Linked DNA regions of Mus musculus: all the other regions are linked to region 1. The links are chromatin contacts, called in public ChIA-PET and promoter capture Hi-C maps. All regions are on one chromosome and are shown on one strand. Each heading gives the region's core, a stretch centred on a gene start, on an enhancer-like site or on the middle of the called end of the contact. The rest is flanking DNA. Distances are from core to core; before and after follow the strand shown.

Evidence for each region. Promoter capture Hi-C pulls out the DNA fragments that hold promoters and counts their contacts. ChIA-PET counts read pairs in DNA pulled down with a chosen protein or histone mark.
Region 2: a promoter capture Hi-C map of pre-B cells shows a contact between it and region 1, with 4 times the contacts expected there. The contact joins the promoter of Amd1 here to the promoter of Fyn in region 1. A contact is called at or near these places in 1 of 39 promoter capture datasets (pre-B cells) and 1 of 115 datasets of contacts at active chromatin or transcription factors (bone marrow-derived macrophages).
Region 3: an RNA polymerase II ChIA-PET map of memory CD8 T cells shows a contact between it and region 1, with 61 read pairs. The contact joins the promoter of Mfsd4b4 here to the promoter of Fyn in region 1. A contact is called at or near these places in 3 of 39 promoter capture datasets (cranial neural crest and embryonic stem cells), 2 of 484 Hi-C or Micro-C datasets (embryonic stem cells and forebrain) and 4 of 115 datasets of contacts at active chromatin or transcription factors (embryonic stem cells, memory CD8 T cells and stem cell-derived neural progenitor cells).
Region 4: a contact with region 1 is called in a promoter capture Hi-C map of pre-B cells, with 2.5 times the contacts expected there. The contact joins the promoter of Cdk19 here to the promoter of Fyn in region 1.
Region 5: a contact with region 1 is called in a promoter capture Hi-C map of embryonic stem cells, with 3 times the contacts expected there. The contact joins the promoter of Slc16a10 here to the promoter of Fyn in region 1. A contact is called at or near these places in 3 of 39 promoter capture datasets (embryonic stem cells, pre-B cells and stem cell-derived epiblast-like cells), 1 of 115 datasets of contacts at active chromatin or transcription factors (memory CD8 T cells) and 1 of 9 other capture datasets (embryonic stem cells).
Region 6: an RNA polymerase II ChIA-PET map of memory CD8 T cells shows a contact between it and region 1, with 28 read pairs. The contact joins the promoter of Gtf3c6 here to the promoter of Fyn in region 1. A contact is called at or near these places in 1 of 39 promoter capture datasets (pre-B cells) and 3 of 115 datasets of contacts at active chromatin or transcription factors (embryonic stem cells and memory CD8 T cells).
Region 7: a promoter capture Hi-C map of cranial neural crest shows a contact between it and region 1, with 4 times the contacts expected there. The contact joins the promoter of Mfsd4b1 here to the promoter of Fyn in region 1.

Annotation. Positions count from the first base shown.
Region 1 is chr10:39,368,184-39,371,747 of GRCm38.p6, forward strand. It overlaps Fyn (Fyn proto-oncogene), which reads left to right and starts at 1,616. Exons shown (of 14, transcript NM_001122893.1): 1 at 1,616-2,007. It overlaps Gm31616 (predicted gene, 31616), which reads right to left and starts at 1,429. Exons shown (of 2, transcript NR_168583.1): 1 at 1,312-1,429; 2 at 1-422.
Region 2 is chr10:40,300,057-40,303,477 of GRCm38.p6, forward strand. It overlaps Amd1 (S-adenosylmethionine decarboxylase 1), which reads right to left and starts at 2,132. Exons shown (of 8, transcript NM_009665.5): 1 at 1,693-2,132. The coding sequence starts at 1,802.
Region 3 is chr10:39,897,624-39,901,019 of GRCm38.p6, forward strand. It overlaps Mfsd4b4 (major facilitator superfamily domain containing 4B4), which reads right to left and starts at 1,583. Exons shown (of 5, transcript NM_001384225.1): 1 at 1,291-1,583.
Region 4 is chr10:40,347,704-40,350,910 of GRCm38.p6, forward strand. It overlaps Cdk19 (cyclin-dependent kinase 19), which reads left to right and starts at 1,605. Exons shown (of 13, transcript NM_001168304.1): 1 at 1,605-2,018. The coding sequence starts at 1,891.
Region 5 is chr10:40,140,812-40,144,113 of GRCm38.p6, forward strand. Slc16a10 (solute carrier family 16 (monocarboxylic acid transporters), member 10) reads right to left here and starts at 1,443. Exons shown (of 6, transcript NM_001114332.1): 1 at 892-1,443. The coding sequence starts at 1,225.
Region 6 is chr10:40,256,111-40,259,418 of GRCm38.p6, forward strand. Gtf3c6 (general transcription factor IIIC, polypeptide 6, alpha) reads right to left here and starts at 1,602. Exons shown (of 6, transcript NM_026113.5): 1 at 1,469-1,602; 2 at 1,103-1,183. The coding sequence starts at 1,549. It overlaps Rnu3a (U3A small nuclear RNA), which reads left to right and starts at 2,358; the gene lies at 2,358-2,569.
Region 7 is chr10:40,022,996-40,026,521 of GRCm38.p6, forward strand. Mfsd4b1 (major facilitator superfamily domain containing 4B1) reads right to left here and starts at 2,273. Exons shown (of 4, transcript NM_144821.4): 1 at 1,898-2,273. The coding sequence starts at 1,921.

The DNA.
Region 1 (3,564 bases), core at 366-2,865:
GGCTTTCTCACTTGTTCACAACATCAGCAAATCTTCTTGTGGAGACAGAATCCCTTTAAAGCTATCCGGAGGAAGAGTTGTGGGGTTTTCCTGTTTTTTTGTTTTTATTTATTTTTTTCAAAAGTAAGTAAAGAGAAAAAAACAGAACAGAGTCTTGCTGGGAGTTGGTTAATTTGTCATTTAATCATTTTGCCTCTTATTGGTCCACTAATTACGTGAAGAAGCTATTATGCTGCAGATGCCAAAAATGAGACTCCTCTCAAAGAAATTATTAACAATGGAGTGACTTAGTACCATCTGCTCCAGGTTTCAGGAAGAGATCGGACATGGAATTCCTCAGTGTCACCTTCTCTTGTCCTCAGTTTCCTCGTCCATCACATGAGGATCATTTACTGAATAGCAGCAAATTTCTCAAAAGAGCACTGCGGAAAAGACAAAGAAAAAAAAGTCAGCAAAAGAGACTGGTATTTTTAAACTACAGGGGAAATGTACTGAGCAGGAAAGATAACACAGACCTTGAGCGCCTAAGGAAGCCAAGGCTGCTTCGCTTAAACTTACTTCTTAGAAGATTAGATTTGCTGAGGGGGAGGGATGAGTTTCTTACCAAAATCATTAAAGAAAATGATTCTGAACATGTCTTAAAACAGAGTTCTCAGTAAACAGGAATTGCCTATAAAGAAAATCAGGAAGGCAAAATGTTTCTTTTTATGAAGTTACATCCTGCCATAGAAAAGCTGAATCGGAAATAAAGACTGCAGACCAACCCGGCTATTATTTCGTCAAGGAAAATCTGAGCAAAAAGCTCAGCTCAGCCACCAGCGAAAACAAGAAAACCAAGAGAAGTTTGAATGCCCCAAGGAGCCAGACGAGCAATGGCCACTGGTAAACAGCTAGGGAAAAGCACAAGCAATCTCTACTGGGTGGTTTTGGGACTCTTTGTTGCAGGCCCCTTGAATTTCAGTCATACTTCTCTTTCACTTTTCCTGGGGTAGGTGTGGGGGGGGGGGCGGGGAGCATATTTGGGTACCCAAGAAAATGAGACTAACAAGTCATTAATTTCTTACTATTTGTTGTGCGTTTGCTGGTCCTAGCTTTCCCAGTTTCTGCAATGGTACTTCTCTACTTTGCTCCTCACTTCCCTAATTTGCCATCGCCATTCTTAACACCTTTCCATTTTATCCTCCCACTCTCAAAGGCGAGGCTATCTCTTTGGAGAAATAGGTTCCCATGGCTGTGAGGCTGGAGTGGCAGGTGCCAGTCTCCACTGGCAAAGTGGAAAGCAGCTCATTCCCTGCGCACTCTCCTGCCCACCTCACCAACTCGCAACTCCACACGATCCTCAGACACACAACTCTTCCTTCTCCGCCAACCTCGCATCCTCTCACACACCCTGTGGCCGTGCGCACCGCAGGCTGCCCGCCACCACTGTAAAGCTCAACCCACTCGGCGGCCCCACCCATGGCCGTCCCGCCTCCGACGCATTCACCAATGGCTGCCGGCGCTCAGCCCTCAGCGGGCCCTTTGATAGGGCAGAAAGACCTGACAGTCTCAGGGCGTGTCCCGCCCCCTCTCGAACCCCTCGGGATCCGGAGCAGCCCGAGCATCAGCGAGAGTAGCTGCGAGAAGCCGCGGCGGTGGCGGCGGCGCGTCGGTGCAGTTGCGCCATCTGTCAGGAGCGCAGCCGGCGGGGAGGGGGCTCCGCAGAGAGGAGGAGGGGTCGCCGTGCGCCGGGCCTCCGAGACCCGCCCGCTGGTCAAGAGCTCAGCGAGGCCGCCTCTAGCCGGAGCGTTTCGAGGACTCCCCGGGCACACACAAAGCCGCCACCCGCGCCAGGGAGGGACCGGGCTGCCGGGCCGGGGACACCGGCGCCGCCCCCTCGGCGCTTCGCGAGGCCCACGAGCTCCTGGGCCCCGCCGCGGAGCCGCGGGAGCCGCCTGGGCCGCGCCGGAGGAGGGCGGGGAGAGGACCATGTGAATGTGCTCCGGAGCTGAGCGCCAAGCCAAGCAGGTAAGCGACAGGGGATGCGCGGAGCCTCGGGATGCTGCGGAGACGCCCGGCCCAGCGCCCCCGCACGGGCTGCTCCCGCTGCGGTCCCGCCGCGCAGCCTCCAGGGCGCCCCGCGACGCAGGACACTGATGCGGGGTGCCGCCCCGAGGCTGCGCAGGCACCGGGGTGTCTTTCCTCGGCCGCCGGCGGGTGCCGGGTGGAAAATAGGAATTGGCTTGGGGGTGAGGTTGGCCCAGCTCCGCCCCCGCCCTCCTTTCGCGGCCCCCCGCGGGGACCAGGGCTGTGTGTGTTGTTTTAATGTCAGGGATGATGTAATCACTTAATAATTGATGCCCCGTGCTGCTTTCCTCCCCACCCAACCCCTGCCCCACTCCTCCACCTCTCGGCTTCCTCCCTCGGTGGCCCTTGCCGTTCCCCAGCGCATCCTCCTGCCTATTTCTGGAACCTCCCTTGCACTTCCCCCACCCTCCCCTTCACCCTTCCTGTGCTACCACCCACCCACCCTTCCCCTTTCCCCTGTGTCTGGCCTTGCCTCCTCTTCCTCTGTCCCCCCACCCCTTTTGCTCTCTCAAGCTTATTTCTCCTCCCTTCTCGACACGCTGGATTTCCTCCCTACTTCCCTAGGTCGGTAGACGGTTTTGTTTGGTCTCCTCTAGGCTCTCTTATCTTTGAGGCCACAGGGACTGACTGAGCTAGAAAGAGGCCACCAAGCTTGGGCCCAGGAGGCGTTTGCTGGGACTCACTGGGAGGAGGGATAATAAAATCACCCGTTTTGCCCCTCCTTCCTCTAATAAATCAGACTCATTCTGTGTGTGTGTGTGTGTGAGTGTGTGTGTGACACAAAGAGCCCTTTCAGTTCATAGAGGAGAGACACATAAAGTACCCAGGGCACCATGCTTCTTGTGTCTCATCCCTGGGGCGTCCCTTTCTTTCTGGTGAAGCAGTTGATCTCTTAGTCTTTTCTGCCACACTTACCAAAAAATGAAGGCTCCCGGATCCCGGGTGGCAGGTGCAGGCATTTAGCTGTGTTTACAGACTGGTAGCATTGAGTGGCAACTGCAGTTTTCTCTATTTAAGGTGGTGGTGGGGGGGATTATTTCAGCTGTTTTAGGAGTTGCTATACTTTCAAGGAACCTTCCCCTATCCCTCATTTCCCCCCTTTTCTTCTTGGGGGATAGTTACTGATACCTGAGACAGGATAAATTGATGAGGGATCAGAAGAATTTTGTGTCTGAGTCAGAATCAAACTGTTTAACACGAGTGAGGCAGCCTGACTGGATTCCCTAAAGTCCAAGGCCTCTTTGCTGAGTGAAGTCTTTTGAAATGTGCTCTGGTCTGCCCAGCAATGCTGCCTAGCCCTTTTATTTAAGAAACTGGGGCCATGGATAGCAAGCACTTGGGCTGGCGTTTGGAAGACCCTGGAGGTGTACCACTTGTCTGCTTCAAGGTTGACTTTGGAAGCTCACATCCGGCCTCTCACCCTTTGTGCTCAGTCTCCCTGTCTGGCTCTACCCAGTGAGTACCACACATTCAGACTTGGAGGAAGTGGTTTCAACT
Region 2 (3,421 bases), core at 882-3,381, 930 kb after region 1:
GCAAAGCAGAGGCAAGTGGATCAGGTCAGCCATGGCTACACAGAAAAGTCCTGTGTAGAAAAAAAATAGCCTACCTTTTTAAAAAGGCCCATCTTTCCTCTACTCAGGAGCCACTTTAATCAATATATTTTAGCATTAATATATATTATTATTTTAGCCTATGGCTATTTTGCCTATACGTGCCCCACAGATGTGCAGGGTCCTCAGGAGTCAGAAGTGGGCGTCAGATCCCCCGGAATCGGAGTTAGATGGTTGTGAGCTGCAATGTGGGTGCTGAGAATTAAATCCGGGTCCCCTGGACAACTAACTATCTAGTATCTAGGACCCTTAACCTCTGATCTATTTTTAGAATCCCACTCTGGTACTTCCAACTAAGTTGAGAACGAAAATCTTCTCTTTATCAACAAGAAATGTTTTTTGTAATTTCCTTGCGTACCCCTCTTTCAGGTCGTACCAAGATTTTCTAGGAAATAATCCTGGAAGCACCAGCTTTCCGAGACGCCTATCACAATCAGCTTTCCATATCTGTAAAAGAGGTAAGCTTCTCTATGCTTACTATGAGAAAACGTCAAGGGTTTGTAACTGAAAATGGCACACACTTCACATGAGGATCGAAAACTGAGACCTTAGCACTTCGGGTACATTTTTTTCCCTACAATGGAAACGTCTGCAGCAACTAGTAGGAACTGCGTTTCCCAGTGTGCCTTAAAGTCTCGGCAGCACGTGGCCGCTGGGATTCTCTTCTCGCTTTTTGTCAGAGGACGGTTGCACCGCGCAGCCAACATTCCTAAAACGCCCATTGGTCCACACCCTGGGGCCAGGCTCCGGAGGGGCCCAGGAGCTCATTGGTCCGCCTCTCAATGAACCGGACCACGCCGGTTCCTCCGCCACTCTAGTCCCATTAGTGCGCTTCGGAGCACGGCGGAGCCCGGGTACCGGCCACCAAAGCGGGAGGCTGGTGTCACCGCCGCCGGGTCCATGCATCCTCAGTGTCATCCGCGCTTCAATGCTCGACTCTCCCAGCGAGGTCACTAGCAACTCTCCGCACCACCTCCCGTGTCGGGTGTGAGCAGGGGGCCCGCAGGTCTCCTTTGCTCCAGCTTAAGGCATTAAGTAAAATAGATCTTCGGGCTGACAGGCTTGTACCCCGGGAAGCAGGCAAACCCTCCAGCACCCCGCTGCGCTCTCCCGGACTTCGCCTCCGTAACAGGTTACACAGCCCAAGGTCAGGAGCCTCCCGGGCAAAGCCCGCGGAGGGTCCCGAGGCGCCCCGCTCTGCTGCAGGGCACGTCCGGGCGTCGGCGGGGCCCGGCACTGCGACACGGCCGCTCCCGCCCAATCCCGCCGCCCGAGCGAGCGCCACGCGCGGCCGCCTACCCCGCGGCGGGAGGCCTGCTGGTCGCCCCGCGGCCCAGGCCCACCCAGCTCGTGCTCCGCCCGCCCCTCACCCAGCCACACCTGCCGGAGGGCCGCGTGCCCCCCGCCGGAGCCCGTCAGCCCAGCCCCGCCGTCCGCCGGGGACGTTACCTGAGCACGCGGCCGCGCCGGCCTCCTCCCCTCCCCCAGGCGGCGCAGGCGGCCCCGCAACGGCGGCGGGAGAAGCCAGTTCCCGCCCGCCGACCTGGCCCCACCTGAGGCCGCGACTCGTGCCTCGCAGTCGGCGGCGAGCCGCCCTCAGGCCCAGGCACCCACCTTGGGATGGTACGAAGATCCCCAGATCCCTGGCTTGCGTCGGACTGCTGTCTGGAAAACCAGACCTCCAGCAGTTTCTCCGTCCCTTCGAAAAAATGTGCAGCTTCCATCACCGTGAGACTAGCGAACAACCAACAACCACAGAAAATCAACTAAATTAAATCTCTTCTCCCGCCGCTCCTGCCGCCGCTGCGGATTGTTCCAGCTGTGTTACTAAAGTTCAGGTTCCTTTTTTTTTTTTTTTTGCTATAATTTTATATTAACTTTTTTTTAAAAAAAGGACTAATAAAATTTTCCCGGCTATTTTCGTGAGCGAAAGTTGAACGTGAGTCTGTTGGAAATAGAGGCAGATACAGTTCAGTCTCTTGTAGTCCGCTGCTTTCCCGTTAGGAGAGTTGAGCGAGCGCTAGCTAATGTCGCCGGCCATACTGTGTAAGCGAGGGTTCTGCGTGAGCGCAGACCTTATATAAGCATCCTCCCCGACAGGCCAGGAAGTGACGCCATCGCCCCGCCCTCAGGGCCTCATAGGGACCGCTTCGTGTCAGTCAAACGTCGCCGAACGCCGGCTGGCTGGCGGTGGGCCCACGGGGAGTGCAGGGGACTACCAGCTTGGTTGCAGATGGAGCTGCCGCTGTCCCTTGAGCGGGAGACCGCTCTGTTGTCCGGCTGGGGACTTGGGAATCTGGGATTACTTGTGGAGCTGGTGGGGAGAGCGGGAGACAGGCGAGGCTGTCCCACGCTGCACACAGCTGGTTAGCAGAAAACAGGAGGGAGTCTGGAGGGGTGTCGCGGGGCTCGGCGGGGGCGGTGGCCACTGCTGGGTTGGCGTAGTGCTTTGATCCTGTGCGGTTTCTCGTTTCAAGCCGAGGTGGTTTTTGGCTTTTTAAAAAAAATTTTTTTAAACCATTTTTTCACGTGTTTCCACGAGACGAACGCAGCCTAGGCAATAAAATTGTCAGTGACGTACGTGTGGCCCGGGGTCGGATTGGAATGCGCTTTAATTCTGCTTGTGCTTTATCTGATGTGGGAATGAAGGCAGTTCTCCACGGGTTTACACAATAGCCAGAAGCGTCGTCTTCCTATTTCAAAAGAGAAAAGAGAAAAGCAACGTGGCGCCCAGCCTTGGAGGGCTCCGGCGCTATCTACCCCCCACCGTGTGCCTAGCCTAGCTTAGGAGTTGGCCGCCTTCCAGCAGACACCTATCAACCCGTACTCCATTAGGTCAACTGGTGGATATTTAGTTTGCAAAACTTCCTAGGAACTAGCTTTATTAAGTATAATACGAGGTTATTTGATATTTTTCTTAGGCTATTCTTAAAGGGGTGAACTAATTGAAAGTATTCCTCACAACCACCAGTACCACGCAAATTTACAAATTTGCCTAAAATTGCCTAAATGCCTAAAAAGGATCTTCGCGAGTATATAATAATAATGTAAATGGGTAGCAAAGAGTTTTCACTAATGATAATCTAAAGTATAAATTAGGGGTCAAATCCAAGTAGGATTTTGTTTTGTTTTTTTTTTCTTCTGCTATCTTCCTTTATTTATATTTGCAGTATGAAACACAAGCTCTGCACACATACTTGCACACTCACACCAGCCTGGGGGAGGGAGCTGGGACAAGGCCACTTTCTTTCTTTCTTTTTTTTTTTTTAATCTTAAGAAGCAAAAGATGTTAACAAAGTTATTAGTTACTTGGAAACACTGGGGGAAAGTCACCAAGCTCATA
Region 3 (3,396 bases), core at 333-2,832, 530 kb after region 1:
TTACACTAAGATGCCAATATTTCTGGCACACAAGAAGTTGTCCCTTTGAACTGTCTAATGCTGACGATAAATAATCTAATCTACAGTTTTCCTCACACTCCAAAGCTATCAGGAGATGTAAGGGCTGTAAGGCTTTCTTAGCAAAATATAACACGGACAGAATGATTTTAACAATAAGATGTTACACAAGATACTGCCAAGAACTAAAGACTTGCGTTTTAGATGAAGTTCCTAAAAACCTTTAAGGAAACGTTTCTGAGTTTTGAGAACTGTGGATTGTGGGCTGGGGACACAGCTGGGTGAAAGCCTAGCATGAAGTCCTGGGCCAGCCAGCGCCCTGTACGTAATAAACAAACAACAAAACCTGATTGTGCTGCACTGTTCTGCTCCAACCCACGTGTGGTTTCCCTGCCCCAAGCACCAGCAACCAAGAACAAAGACCAGGAGCACACAGGGCCACAGCATGTTCATTCAGATCTTCCTGCAATCACTTGCAATACCTGTTACACACGAGGGGCTCCAGTACCTGCAACGCTTTCTTTCTTCCCTACTTTCCCATCAAAATAATTTTAAGAAACTGAAGCTCCAATTGAGGGACCAGAAGGGACTCCGTCAAAGGTTTAGCTCTCATAGCACTCGAGTCAAAAGTTATCACTTTAGGTCAGTGGTTTATAGCTTTCATCCCAGCACTCAGGAGGCAGGGGCAGGAGGATCTCTGAAATTTGAGACCATCCTGATCTACACAATGAGTTACAGCCATCTGGTCCACAAAAGGACATTTCGGGTCAGCAGCAGGTGCTACACTGGGGAACACTGTCTTTATGGCGTTTTTAGTTCTTGCACTTGAGTGAAGAAAATCATTTAAGTATCTAAAGGCTTGATTTAAATAGGGCCGTGTACAGGGTAAGCAACATGTCCTTGATACTATCATTTAACCAGAAAAGCCACTTTCTTCTCTGGGCCCTTTTTTCCATCTGCGAAATAAAGCAGTTGGTTGGATTTGGTCAGGCCCCCTCAAAGCTGCTTTTCTGGGATCAATTTAGAGCTTCAGTGAGTGGGTGAAGGGGAGCAGGCTCCCCATCTTGTATCTCCCCGTTTTCCGGAGGAAACTTAGCTTGCTCGTGCTGGAAACGTATTAATTTTGCCCGTTTTTCCAGATGACAGAACTGAGACTCAGGAGGATTAACCGATATACACCAGGGGTCACGCACGATGCAGGGCACTGAGACCACGTTCCCTGCAGGACGCTTGCTCCAGCCGTGGCCTGGAGGGTTTGGGCCCAGCTCTCACCAGCCCCAGGAAGGCGGCACAAAGCACCACGGTGGTGAACCAGCGCAGCACGCTTTGGGCACGGCCTTTCCGCACGGAGGCCACCGCTTCTGACTCATTCTCTGCGCCCGGGCCGGCTGGGAGGAGCCGCTGCCCTCCCGCCCCTCCGAACTCCAGCTCCAACTCCAGTGTGGCGGCTCCACCTGCCGTGCTCCGTGCACCAGGCCTCCGGTGTGCAGGGAGGTGCCCGGCCCCGCCCGGCCCGGGAGCCAACAACGCCAGGACCTGCCCGCGCGAGCGTGACCTGGGAGCGGAGCCTCCCCGCCGCGCAGGCGCGGTGTCCCTCACGGTAGCAGAGCGCCTGCATGGATCACAGGCCGGAAATAAAGCCGCCGGCCAATCAGGAGACTTCCTCAAACCGGAAGTTGATGTGGTTGCCTTGGGGATCGGACAGCCTGGCCCAGGTGAGAAGTCTCAATTAGGTGAGTTTCCCCGGCCTGGGGAATGTAGGCCAAAGATGTACAAGCTGCAACCCATGCACAAGACGATCCAAAGTTGCAAAACGTTGGAAGAAACCCGGCCTGGAACTGCAAGATGGCAACTTCCGCAGCCTCCTGGGTCACCTGGAAACCCGAAGGTCTTGTCTCTACATGATTTACAAACTGTTGCCCTTGCTCCTTAGACGTACAAGAATGTTGAACGTCAGCTTCTCACTGAACAGATAGTTATGGATCCTTACGTGTAAACTCACACGTGAAGTATCTCAGTTAGTTTACACAACACTCAGAATCCCACCGCAGTCCCATCTATAAATAGGAATATTAGGTTAGAGTAGCAGCTTCTAAAGGCCAGACAACAACCCGCTGGCCTTTACTGAATGGTGAAACAATAGCTAAAGAAAGAATCTGGGACAAAACGAGTTGCATGCACTTGCCTGTAAGACCCCCGAAGCTGGGCCTCCGCTCAAGTCCTGGGATGAGCTGGCCAGCACCTCAGTGACTCGAGAGAAAACCACACCTGATGCAAACTGCAAGAGGTTTTATTATCAGCTAGCTGAGGACGATGTCCCGATGTCCCTCCTCCGTGCAGGGCAGGGGAGTTTGACCCTTAGTGGTAACAGTAGGGGGCTTTTAACAGCTAGCTGAGGAATTGGGGAGGAGTTGGGAGGAGTTGGGAGGAGAGTTCTTCTCTTCTGGGTATCCTTGGTGAAATTTATAAGGCAGGAGTGGGGAGTGAGTTCTTTCTGAATTTTTATCTCCGTGTCCTCAGCACAGGAAGGCAGGCATCTCTGGTTGTAAAGTATAGAAACAAAGGCTTTTTGCTGGCTATAGAGAACAAAGAGCTTCTTTCTGGCTGTATTTTTAGAGATCAGGGAAAACAAGCTTGGGGAACGTCCAGGGGCTTTACCTTCCTGGGAGAAACGCTCTAAATCGGGTCCCACATGCCCACACTTATTTTAACCTGCAGGCAATTCCATTGTTGAATGGACTTGGACATCAGTCTGTCTTTGCCAAATAGCTATGCTAGCTGAAAAAGGAAAACCGTGTTCTTATGTGACTACAGATTTGACCACAGGGACCATAGCCTCAAATGTTATCACATTCTATTTTTTATCTGAAGTTCTTTTCCACTTACACTTCTGTCTCTGATATCCCTTCTTACTTAGACTCCCAAGCTACTACAAAACTTGGTCTTGTTACCCATAAACCAACTTTCTATCTTCAATCATACGATCATTAACTTCTTCCCTGTTTGTCTCGGAAAGGTTTCTTAAATTGGCGTCCAACTCCTCTCCATTCCTACTCTGCTTGTCTTCATTTCTTGCTTAGACTATTTCAGATGTTTTCTGATTGGCCTCAAAGTGTGTGTTTTGAAATTTTTAGTGGGACCTTTAGAACACAAAAATTTTAAGGGCAGATGGCCTAGTCAGGGAGGAGAGGCTCTTTTTCCCGTGAAGGTTCTATGCCCCAGTATAGGGGAATGCCAGGGCCAGGAAGCAGGAGTGGGTGGGTTGGTGAGCAGGGGGAGGGGGGAGGGGATAGTGGGTTTTCGGAGGGGAAACTAGGAAAGGGGATAACATTTGAAATGTAAATAAAGAAGATATCTAATTTTTTTAAAAAAGAAAAA
Region 4 (3,207 bases), core at 355-2,854, 980 kb after region 1:
TTCCTTCTTTCTAGCTTAATCTTGCAGGACTCAAACTGGTTGCTTTCTCCTAATGTATCATTTTGTGACCGGGGCGCAGGCTGTCCTGCCTGCAGCTTTATGGTCTCTGTTCTCTCACTTCCTCAAGGCCCTGTTCGTTCTTTACATTTAAGCTCATGGTGCTTTCTTCATGACGGCTACCCACCTAGCCTAACAGTCATCCTGCCGATTTTATCACTGTGCCTTGTGCCTTACAGTTCATATTATAGATGTACGCACGGGAGTCCTACACAATGAAATCGAAAGGCCTGATGATTGAAGCTCATGACATACAGAGAGGAACAAGAATTGGAAGTTTTAGTAGGTATTGGAGATAAATGAAGGAGAGGGAAGGAAATAAAGAGGAAATAACAAGTCGATTCTTTGTTTAGATGGTCTCCCCAGCAATAATGTTGTCTATGGATAGCTTAGCTGCCTTTTTGACACAGACACCTTATCAAATTTCCCTTTTAAATTTAATCTTGTTATAAAATGCTGCCTTTTATTTTAGGTAGTGGAAGAGAGCTGAAACGCGCGTGTCGAATGGATCTCAATTTCTTTTCGGTTTAAAAGCCATCAATATGCAGTGGGTCACATTTTTAGTAAGGCACTTTCTAAGTTCTTACAGTACTACTTTGAGGTGATGGGTTCTGAGCCTCAGACACCATAACGAATCAACGTCATGAGCAAGATAAATACCTTAAACCCCTAGGTGAGCCTCGCCATTACTGTAAAACACGCTTTACTACCCAGCAAAAACGATTGTTTTTAAAACGCTGCATTTTTGCAATCTTCCAAGCGCTTTAATTGTTCTCAGACAGATGGCTAAAGCTAGGCTACCGCACCCGCATATGTTAGGATAAAACCGACTAGAGCGCCAAGAAAAAGATGATTGGCTGTGGGCCGTAGAAGTTACACGGTTCCCCTAGCAAGAGCTGGGAAACCGCTGAATCTTCAGGTTTTGAAATACGGTTTTTGCATCGTAAAGAAAGAAGATTAACCTATCAGGAAGAACCGAGCACATCCAATTACCAATCAAGAGCGGGAAAACAGCCAAAGCCGGAGATAACCAGGCACCAAAGCGGACGTCACTCTTCAGTCTCTGCCAATAAGCCGAGGCAAGGGGCGGGGCAACCAGAGGATCAATTGCCCAAGAAAACAAACAATGTGTAGTACAACTGTCTAAACCCCAGTCCTAAGCTCCGGATGCGCCGGAATGAGCTCTAGAGCAAGGCTCTCGTGAGGTGCTTCCCGCTTTTCTAGCCTAATGACAGTCAGGGCCGGGTATCTACTTCCTAGCTCAGCAAAGGTGTCCTTCCCGCCAGCTCCCACGGGCTCGCAAAAATCCCGCTGCAACTTTGCGCTACAGTTTACAGGAACAGCAGTCGCGCGCTGAGGGGGTGGGGCGGCGGCAGAGCGCAGGCGTACATGCCTTGTGGAGGCGTGGCCCAAAAGGCCCCAGGAACTCTGGGAACTGTATTCCCCGCTCCCGAGGAGGTAGCACAACTCACGAGCCCTCTTGAACTACATTTCCCAGAATGGCTCGCGACCTTGGGGCGGGACGCTTGGTTCCTTAATGAGTTCGAGAAAGCCGCGGCGCGGCCCACCAGGTTCCAAAACAAGGAAATGAAGGGAGGAGGCGGGACTGTAGATGCCTGCGGGAGCCGCCGCCGCCGCCGCGGAGGAGGAGGAGGCGGAGGAGGTGGCTGCCGCGGCCGCCGAGGAGTCCCTTGCTGAAGGCGGACCGCGGAGCGGCGGGCGGCGCGCGCGCGCCCGAGCGACGGCTGTTGGAGAAGTGGAGCGGCGGCGGTGGAGGAGGGACTGAGTGGCGGCGGCCCCCGCGTCCCGGTTTCTCTATGGGGGAAGCAGACAATGGATTATGATTTCAAGGCGAAGCTGGCGGCGGAGCGGGAGCGGGTGGAGGATCTGTTTGAGTACGAAGGGTGCAAAGTGGGACGCGGCACCTACGGGCATGTCTACAAGGCGAGGCGGAAAGATGGGTAAGAGCGCGAGCGGGGAGTGGGCTCGTCCCGTCCCCTCCGCTGCGGAGCCCCGGAGGGCTGGGTGGGTCGGAGCTCCCGGGACGAGGCGGCGTGGGTCGCAGAGCGACGTCCCGGGGCTAACTCGGAGGCACTGGTGCTGCCGCCCCCCGCTGGCCGGTCGCGCCCCTCGAAGTCGTACGGCGCAGCCCCGTCGGGGGCGTCGGTCCCGCCTGGAGTCGCGGCTGCGTGATTAACAGCGGGCGGCGGGTGGAGACCGCGCCTGGAGGTGGAGTTTAGGGGTCTGGTCCCCGGGGACCCTCCGGAGGGCTTGGCTGAAGAGTTACCGGTTTGGCCCTGTGCTGGTGACGGTAGTGGTGGAACTTCCAATCGGCGCAGCGCCTTCCCGGGGCGGCGGTTTGAAAGCTCGCGGGGGCGCCTCCTGTCTGGTGGCGCAGCGCTTGGGGTCCTGGCTGGCCCCTTGGGTCTGACTTCCTTGCCAACCCAGACTTCATCTCTGATGTTTACCTGGGGACTTCCCGATCCTGCTCCCGATTCCCACATTTTAATATTCTGAATTCAGCACTCTGAAGGTGGACCCTGGAGAGAGATAAATTGTATATTACAAGATTTAAGTGTTCTCTGGTTGCTTATCTTTCCTGCCTCTTGGCTATCTTAGGTATAAGATATATCTTGGCTATCTAATTCCCCCCAACCCCCTTTAAGATAGGGTATCTGTGCGCCCTGCTTGGCCTGGAACGGAGAGATTCGCCTGCCTCTGCTAATCAGGTACTATCATTAAAGGCGTATGCCACCAAACCTGGTCCATTTCTCTTTTCTTCAGGAAGAAATCTTGATTTCTTCAAGTTCTTAGCCTCTGTCAAATGGCTGTGAGCTTTGGTAGTGTTTATTGAGAACCTAGACCACCAAGAACAGAAAACGGAGTGACAGGCTTGAGCCTGGATTGCCGTTTCCTTAGTTGAGGGGATCTGTAGGAATCTCTTGGGAAGTCTTTATGGATTGTTATATCAGTAAAAGACAAGTTGATAAAGCATCGAGAATGTCCCCTTCGGGCCGGTGGTCAGACTGGCTTGTAAGAGCTGGCCCGGTGGAACCAAACTTCAGGCCTGGGAATGGTGAGTTTAAAGCCAGTTGTCACCTTGGCTCCTTTCTGGAAGGAATTCCTTTCCCTTAGGTTCTGTAACTTAGA
Region 5 (3,302 bases), core at 193-2,692, 770 kb after region 1:
TTGATCTTATTAAGTTTCCCAAAAGGCAGCAGTGGCCCGATTTAGCAAAGAGACTCTCAGTCTCCAAGTCAGGCGATGAGGTCTATCTTTATTCTGGTCCTCACTAAAACACTTCATTTCCCTGACTTTCCATTTTCTCACCCAAGCAGAGCTGACAACACCTGCCCGGCAGCATGAGATGAAATAATGGGGGAAATGTTATGCAGACGGTCCTAGACTTGACTTTTGCATAATCAGTCAGAAAGCATTTGACAAAAATGCGGAGTCTGCACCTTTTGCATTTTATTTCCACAAGGCAAAAAAAACGTCAACATAACAGAAGGTCCAACCCCTTATCTTCCTCTTACCATCCCACGTGGCTGCCTCCTATGCTGTCTAAATATAGTAGAGCGTGCAGAGAGACAACCGACTACCACTTTTAATGGGCTGCCTTTGGGACTCCCTGTGACCTTGGGATCCACTTTTCCATTTTGCCAATCTCCCGTCCTGGCCTGCGCTGCATCTACCCAAACACACCTTTCCTTCTGCAGCATGGCAGGCAGATAACCACACCACCGTGGCGGTCACAAAGCAGACTGTAAAAGTGATAATGCAGTGTTGTTGGTGCTGGAACGTTCAGTTTATTTCCCACCACTAAGAGGAAAGTACTGTGGATTCTTGGCGCCCACTGTGCAGAAAGGAGGAGTCCAAAGCCTCAGGCAGGTACAACTCTGCAACTTGCTTGCCTTTGGGTTCCATACAAAACTGGCAGAGGGAAGCCCCAAGCTGCAGGTTGCAAGTGAGACGGGTCAGGCTCAAAGCTCACACCCTCCCAACACAAGAGGACGCACCAAAAGCTCCCATTTCCCACCCCGCATGCCCTCCTCCCCTCGGCCCGCAGCAACGTCCCACCTGTCTTGAAGGCCATGTTGTCATCGTCCTTGGCCTTGAAGGTGTCCAGCATGGACACGAAGAGCACCCCGTAGGCGTTCTGGATGCCAAACACCGACCCGTTGCACCACATGGCCGCCAGCATCACCAACCAGCCCCAGCCGCCCTCGGGGGGAACGGGGGGCTCACTGCCCGCTGACCTCGTCAGCTCCACCTCCACTTTCTCTGCGGCCACGTCGGAGACATCCGAGGGTCCCGGGCCGGGCAGCGGAGCGTCATCCGAGGGCGCGGGCCCGGGCGGCTGCGCCTCGTTCGTCTCCCGCTCGGCGGCGGGCTCCTCCTGGGACGGCACCATGTCCCGAGGCGGCCCCGTCGGGCACCGAGAAAGCTTGCGGGCGCAAGGTCCCGGGGTGGCTCGCGGAGCCTGGGACAGCCGCGCGGACGGAGGAGGGAGGCCGAGGCGAGGACACTGGAGCCGCGGGCAGGCGGGCGGGCGGGCGGGCGAGAGGCGCACACCGCAGACACCGCCTAAGGCGGCCAGAGGACTTGACACACCGGCTGCCCCTCGCGCCTGATTACGCCGGCCTCCAGCCGCCTCTTAAAAGCGCCCCTCCGCCCTCCCGCACCGCCTAGGGGCGTGGCCACCAGAGGGCCTTACACCCTGAGCCCACAGGTGATTGGGCATCCGCAAGCGGAGGCTCCGCCCCGTGAGGGGTGTCCAATGACCGCCCGCGCGCGCGCGCTTGAAGGCGTGCCGCCAAATTAGCTACCTCCAGGAGTAATGTCACCTCCTCTCAGCATTAACCTTAGAAGTTCTTGGGGAGCGTCTCCTACGTGTGGCCTGCGAAGGTGATCAATCGATCAGGTAATGCTTACCCTCACTGGAATAGAGAGTCACAAATGACAGTTTAAATTTCATATTTGTTGTCCCTTTTGTGCTAGTTATAATATAAAAGATTCCTTATGCCACGTACCTACTTAAAAGGCAATTCAGGAATCAGAGACCTTGTTTAATTACTCCAATTCCGCGAACATACAGTTTGTTTTGAATACTTGGCACAATGAAGATGCTCATTTTGGAAGACAGACTGTGATTCTAAATTTTTCAACTAACAAACATTTTTGACGGGCAGCTAGAAAGCAATACTTTTAAACTTCACAAGTTGTCCTCACACTAAATAAAGAACCAACACTTATATTCAATTCCTCTGCCCCCTGAAGCATCTTATTCTGATGTATCTTCTTAATTTCTCAGATATTTAGATTACTCACTCCAAACAAAATCAAAATATGCTAGTTACTTAAGCACCAGTGTGGTGGGTTATACAATAACTGTGATTATCACATTCTTGCTTCTCTCTGTCCTAAACTAGTAAGTAAAAACAGTCCAGAAATAGAAAGTGGGGTGCAATAGGGTTAAACACTGGGACATCAGCTAGGAGGTAGGAGCACAAGCCTTGTATCCCAGTACTCCGGAAGCAGAGGCAGGCAGATCTCTGAGTTCTGGGCCAGTCTGGTCTACAGAGTGAGTTCCTGGACAGTCAAAGCTACACAGAGAAACCCTGTCTTGAAACCAACTACCCCCATACCCCCACCCCACCCCCCAAAAAAGGATAGTATGTAAGAAAGTAAGTTTGAGCTGAGCTATGATTAGCCACATGGTTCTGTGGACAAGGACAAGCAAAGAGCCTTCCAGCCAAAGAAACAGAGAAGAAACCAAAGACAGGGGAGGGTCCAGAGGAGTGTTCTGGGAATACAGGGCAATGTGGGTGCTTTAGAGATTAAGTTAAAATAGCACAATAGCTTGGATATATATTACCCCTCAAATTCTTTTGGTGTCTTAGTCACTGTCTATTGCTGTGAAGAGACACTGTGACCAAGGTAACTCTTTTTTTACAAAAAGCATTTAATTGGGGGCTTTCTTACAGTTTCAGAGATTTAGTCCATTATCATCAAGGTAGGGAGCTGTAATGGTTTGTATATGCTCAACCTAGGGAATGGCACTATTAGAAGATGTGGCCCTGTTGGAGTAAGTGTGCCACTGTGAGTATGGGCATTAAAACCCCTCATCCTAGCTGCCTAGAAGTCAGTATTCTACTGGCAGCCTTCAGATGAAGATGTAGAACTCTCAGCTCCTCCTGTGCCATGCCTACCTGGATGCTGCCATGTTCCCACCTTGGTGATAAAGGACTGAACCTCTGAACCTCTAAGCCAGCCCCTAAATGTCATCCTTATAAGAGTTGCCTTGGTTATGGTGTCTGCTCACAGCAGTAAAACCCTAACTAAGATGGTATCTCCTCATAGCAATGAAACCCAAACTCAGACACAGGGGATTGGACACTTTCTGATGCATTTAGGCAAATCACTCATATATAAATAAACTAAAATAAAATAAAATAAAAGAGAAAATTAAAAATAAATTAATAAATTGA
Region 6 (3,308 bases), core at 352-2,851, 890 kb after region 1:
CTATGTACACCACACTACTCATCTCTGATTGGCATGTTGGGGTAAGTGGCAGAAATTAACCTGTTTAAATATTTGAAGCCAAGGATTTTGCCCAAAAATTTTGATAACAGCTTTATCCCCCATCCCTACCCCCATCCCCCAAAGACAGGGTTTCTCTGTGTAACAGCCCTGACTGTCCTGGGACTCACTCTGCAGACCAAGCAGGCCTCAAACTTAAGAGATCCGTTTGCCTCTGCCTCATGAGTGCTGGGATTAAAGGTATGTATCATCATCAGGCAATAACGTAATATTTTAAACTGTGTCTTCTCCAGGCATTTTGAAGACAGGGCTTTCTGTAGATCAAGGTGGCCTAGAACTTACTATATCATTAAGGATGACAATGAGCCAGGCGGTGGTGGCGCACGCCTTTAATCCCAGCACTTGGGAGGCAGAGGTAGGCAGATTTCTGAGTTCGAGGCCAGCCTGGTCTACAAAGTGAGTTCCAGGGCATTCCGGGGAGTTGGGGGGTAGGATGACAATGAACTTCGGATCCGCCTGCCTTGGGCTCTCCAGTGCCGGCATTACAGGTGTGCACCAGGACAGCCTGCTCTCATGCTATTTTTTCCTAATTGGCTTGTGAGGAGTGAGCCAAAGACACACCAAAGGCATGGTGAAGCAGGTGACATGGGTACTTGGTGACCGGCCGGGCAACACTGCATACATATCCACACTTAGACCAGAGTCTGCGTCCAGACTAGTACACTCAACTGTGGTACTATTGGAGGATAGAACTGAGGCCACGCCCACTACAAGGAAGGCAGGCACTGCTTAACAGCATGGATTAGGCTTTGTCCTGAAAGTCCCCCAGAAGTTTCATACAAGGTGTTTTGCTCTTTCTCTCCAGCCACACATTCAGACAGTGAAGAAGAAGCAGTCAGGCATTTTCTCTGCTCCCATAGAATCCCTCCCTTGTAACCTACTCTTCTGGTATGAGCCTGGAGCGTTTGATCACTGCTTTGTAAGGTGGGATGAACGTCTCTCTCTTTGTGGACAAGCATATCACCTTTTAGTCTTGTTTTAACTTTAAGAAAATCTACAACATTCCCCGAATTCTAAGACTCACCAAAATCTTGCATTTATTTTCACATTTGGAGAGAAAGTCTGAATCAATGATTCCTGACAATTCTACCAGAACAAACTGCTCCTGGTGGAAGAAAGCAAAGTTAATAAGGTAGACAAGGGGCAGTAAATAAGAAATGCCCCAAATTTCTCTGTGAAAACTCGATCCAGTTTCTGGTGGAAACCGATTCTTTCTAGAATGGGTAAACCAGAACTGAAGCTAGCCCTCCACGGCTTCTCGGGCTTCGGAAAGCCAGCGAGCTGTCTACCGGCCTCCCTCCCTCCGTCCGCATCCCAGACTCCCTTCCCCACCCAGGGGTGGCTCAACCAAGACCGCCCGCGCCGCAGGCCTCTGACCCTCGCTTACAACCTCCTCTAGCTCCTCTTCCTCCTCCTCCAAGTCCTCCCAAATGGGATCCACTGCCGCCGCCATAGCGTTCGGAGACGCCATCACTGGCCACGCCCCCTGTGGATGCCATTTTGGATACGGGCAGCGGCGTCCGGCTTCCGGCCAGAAAGCAAGATGGCGACGCCAGGCTTCCGTAAGTGGGTCCCACGTGGAGACTCGACACGCTCCGAGCTTCGGGAATTTAGGGTATTTAGCCCCACTTTGAAGAACGTGGCTCATAGAGCTCAGGCTACACTGAACTCAGTAAGTAGCTGAGGATGAGCGTAATCAACTGCCTCCACTATAAAACAAAACCTCACGTTTATTGTCTGCCGAAGGAGACTAGAGGATCAATGGTGGCCTCCACTTTTCATCCCAACATCTAAGGACGCGGGAGGGAGAGGATTAATGCAAATTCTAGGCCAGAGTGGCTACTTAGTTAACACAAACCCAGCAGTGACGCTACTGGGACAGGGTGGAATTCAGACCGCAGAGGACACAAATCAACACCCATCTTAAGTAAAACGCAGCCTGAGGAGCCGCACCCACCCTTTAAAACTGGTCCGGAAGTGATTTTCTTAGGATGACTGAAGACACTGGCGTGTGATTGGCTATTATCCTCAATATGTTAATTATGAACTTGATTCTGAGTTAGTTTACAAGTCATAAGTATTCAGAATGAGTTTTTGTTTTTGTTTTTTTTTTTTGCAAAATAATATACGAACACAGCTTCGAAAGTGCATGTGTATGGTATTCCTTAGGAGAATATTACGGGGTTTTCGCGGGGGGGGGGGGGCGGGTGGGGAATGTCACCATTAGTTAAAAATGTGCTGTCAGAGGTGGCCTCGCGGCGGCTGGCAACGCTAAACTAAGACTATACTTTCAGGGATCATTTCTATAGTTTGTTACTAGAGAAGTTTCTCTGACTGTGTAGAGCACCCGAAACCACGAGGAGGAGACAGAGTGTCCTTTCCTGAGCGTGAAGCCGGCTTTTAGTGCTGCATTTTGCAACTGCTATCTGCCATTGATGATCGTTCTCAACTCTCTTGAGGGTTGAGAGGGAGAGGACACAGTCTGAGTGGTTTCTTTTATATTTAGTTGAAAGTTAGAGTAGATGCTTTGGTCCTGAGCTACTAAATGGATATCTTTCCTCTTGTATTTTACATGGCTTATACTGTGTAGCCCGGTCATTCCTCTCTGTATGGTCCCAGACGACCTCCAACTCAAGTTCTGCTTTCTGCCTGCCTCAGCCTCCTAAGTGCTGGGGTTTAGGGTGTTCACTACAGCCTGGCTGACCTGCCTTTCTTGTTCTTAGTATGAATGTAGTTATAATGTTCACGAGACCATTAACTGCAAGAAAAATTTTAAGTGCTTATGAACAACAAAACAGGAAAGAATTTTGTCCTATTAGTAGTTGTGTGTGAAGTAAACTTAGGTCTTCTGCAAGCATGACTGAAGCTCCTTGCAGAGGAAAAAAAAATCTATGAGGAAGGCTATTAACCTGAACTAGTAAATAAAGAATATTAAATGTGATAGTGGTCGCAATATTAAGACACTGCCACTAGGAGGCGACAAGTGATTTAACAATCTGCTCCTTCTTGCTCTTTTACTTGGAAAACTTATATGAGAATTTTTATTTTCTCCTTTTTGTTGTTGTTGTTGTTGTTGTTTTAGTTTTTCGAGAGGGTTTCTCTATGTAACAGTCCTGGCTGTCTTGAAACTCGTTTTGTAGACCAAGCTTTCCTCGAGCTTACAGAGAGCTTCCTGCCTCTGCTGGAATTAAAGGTATACACCACCATACCAGGCTTAAAAATATGTTTTA
Region 7 (3,526 bases), core at 1,023-3,522, 660 kb after region 1:
ATCCTCAGCCGTGCTTCAGAACAGTTTTGATGTTCTTAATTCTAATACATAGGACTTCAGACTACATACAGTGTTGATGGATGTAGAACTTACTGAACTAATGATTTTCTTCAGGAAAACAAAAGATACCTTTTTTTTGTTTTGTTTTTGAGATAGAGCCCCATGTAGCTCAGGGTGGCCTCAAACTCTCTATATAGCTGAGGATGGTCCTAAACCCTAATTCTTCTACCTCACTTCCTATGTGCTGGGATTGCAGGTGTGTGTCACCATGCCAAACTTGGACACTTCTTTACATCAGCAATCACTCTTACAGCCATTGTGGACCTTAACCACCGTCATACCAGCCAAGACCAATGGGAGTCTAAGTTTATTGAGCACCTATTGCATGAAGTGTATTGTTTGATCTTGGTCCATTTCAGTGTCTTGGCACTATCCTCTTAGGGGCTATCGTAACTGACTCCGGGTATACTGTATTACCTCAAGAGTCATGAATGTTTTTCTGTACCCATAGAAACTTATGTAACAAAACATGAGGAAAGCTTAAAGAACTATGAAAAATAACCTGCCATTGACATTTTCAATTCCACAAATGGACCAAATAGAAAGAGACTCTTGGGTAGGACACTGTAACTGACCTTAACGTCAACAAACTACAAACTAAGACAAAGTTCAGGAGAAAGGGACTGAGCAGACAGGCACTCAGCCCACTAGGCTGCCACTGCCCAGAAATGGGCAACAGTGATAACTGACCTACTATCAAAATCTGCTCCTTCTGAACTTGACTTTCTTGTTCTGTCTTTAAGTCCTGACTCAGATGTTCCTGCAACATCACTTTGTATAAAGAAGAAGCAAAAATGAACTTTTCCAGCTTTTTCTTTTTAATAGGAGTAACAAGACCTACAGGCTAATAAATTGGAACTTAGAAGAAATCCCTTAACTAAAGCTTCTAATTGACTTACATTTCAAGAACTACCGATTCTAATTGTACCATTGTGCTCCAAAGTTAATTGTGCACCTTACCTAGACAGCATTGGTACGAACCAGAGTGAGCGCAGGTTCGCAATAAGTAGCTCACACACGAAGAGTGAAAACACTTCACGTCTTCCAAAGACTCAAAACCCAGCCCAGGGAGCGAGCGCTCAGTAAGCATCTGCAGGGATTTCTTTATCCCGTCCCATTAGTACAATCTAAGAAATGAGTGTGGCTCAGAGTCTAGAAGAGAGTAAGCTATTCTCCTCTGGGGACTCACCCTCTCGACCCTGTTGGCCTACAACCATGAAGTGATAGGGAATGGGGAGCTTTGCCACAAACACTGAATTGGGGGTAGCTCCAGGATCTGTAAAAAGCGCATACAGCCTTGTACTTTGCTCCATGAAAATCACTTATACAATGGAAGTTAGTTTGAAGAGGGCTGTACCAGAGTAAGGGCTGCGCTTGACTCAACCGCTTAAACATTTGTATGAACAAGAAAAAGTCATTTTGCTCTTGCCATTATATCTGTAAAATCTGTAAAAATCAAGCAGTTGGTGTAATTTAATCAAGCCACTAGAAAGAGAGCCCCCACCCCAGCCAAGTATTTCTCTGTATAATAATTAAGGTGTAGGGGACAGTGGCTACAGATCCTGGCATTCTCTTTTTTTGTCTCCCTAGTACTAAGAGGAGCCCTACAAAGATAGATTGTAGGGGGAAATCATGTTAGGCAAAAATCACCCGCGCTCTTGACAGTGACCCTCGGTGATTAGAATAGTGCCTATGTGTTAAGCGGATGAAACTGAAGCCCCAGCGATCAAGGTCACACAACATGCAGGCAGCGAATGTGAGAGTCCAGCTGGGAAGGGCAGGTCCCCTGCAGGAGGCTCGCGCCCCAGCCTGGGAGGGGTGCAGCCTCGGCTCTCACCAGCCCCAGGAAGGCGGCATACATGACCGCGGTGGAGAACCAGCGCAGCACGCTCCTGGTCCGGCCACTCCGCCGGGAAGCCACCGTGGCCTGCTCGCTCTCCGCCCGGGTCTCCGCCTGGTGGAGCCTCTGTGCCGCAGCCACCGGCCCGACGCTCCCGGTCTTCACGTCCAGCTCCAGCTTGGCGGCTGCGGAGAGCTACTGGGGGCCGGTGCACCCTCTGGGGCTCGGCACTCAGGCTCCTCCAGTCTCCGAGGTCCCTCCTGATAGCACTGTCCCCAGGGACCGTCCTGACTCAAGACCTCCGGCGGCTGGACTTCGACCCTGGCCCCAGCTGGCCACCGAGTTATGTTCACTCTCCATCTTGCAGAATCGTGGCGGTTCCCGTGACAGAGTCAGGCCACTAGCCAACCTGGAGTCAAACCGGAAGTCATGGTGGTTGCCTAGGAAACGGAGCTCAGCGCGTGTTAGAGCTGCTACTGCAGCCTAGCTACTGCTTCTATAAAGTGTGCTGCTAACTCTTGAGGGAACACGCCAGTGCTAGCTGGGAGGTCGTCTTTACACGCCCCACCCCTACCCTCCGTCCACACCTGAGCTTTCCAGGTCTTTTATTCAACTTTCAGGCTAGTGATACCTGCTGAAGCTCCGGAATAGGCTCCTGGAGCCACATCAATCCTCCCCACGCTCCTTTCTCACCTTAGCCCGGGTGTCCAGAGAGAATCCAAGCACAGAGAGAACATACAGTTCCCCAAGATCAGTCAGCAATCACGGGCCTAGTCAACGGCCAAATAGCTCAAGACACATGTGTGGGTTCAAATTTGTGGTTTCAAAAGCACGGCAGTTCAAATTTCCACAAATGATTAGAGCCTGGCAATGCCTGAGAAAGGCTGTACAGCTGTCGGGATTTGTTCCGTTTGCTATACTCAAGTTACACAACAATGTAACTTTATCATCTATCTGAAAAATGCTCTTTCCACCTGAAAACCTCCTTGATCTCTGTATTACTGATCACTTATACCGAGAAAAACATTCTTTCATAAGATGGTCAAGAAGAAAGCTGGAAGAATGTTTTGTTTTGTTTAAAACAAACAAACAAAATCAACCATGTTCCTGTAAATTATCCACTTGGAGAAAACCTGACTTCTGTTAAAGGTTGCTTATTATCTGATAAATTTTAATTTTAATTACAGAACAAGTCATTATGTTTAATGGCATTTTAAAAAGGCTAAAAGTTTGTAATCTGTGATGTCATTTAATCTAGTAGATATTGACATACCAGAACATGCTGACCACTCAGGTCACTGAGAAAATCAGGAAAATAAAAAATACGACAAAAAGACAAAATGTTACTGGCCTGTAAAAGAAACATTTATTTCCTCATGATGGGATGGGATGAAAAGAGAGCCATACACAGCTGTGCGAATACACAGCTTGGGCTGAGCCCACGGATTTCCGTTCTCTGTTCTATGTATCCCTAGCCCTAGGCCTGGAAACTTTTAGCCTAGATACAATCTAATCTAGAATGCTTTAGATTTGCTGCTGCATAAACTCACCCTTTCCAGTTCTTTCTGAACTCTGGCTGGCTGGTTCAACTCAGCTCTTCTGGCTCAAACTCCTCTCCAAGCTGAC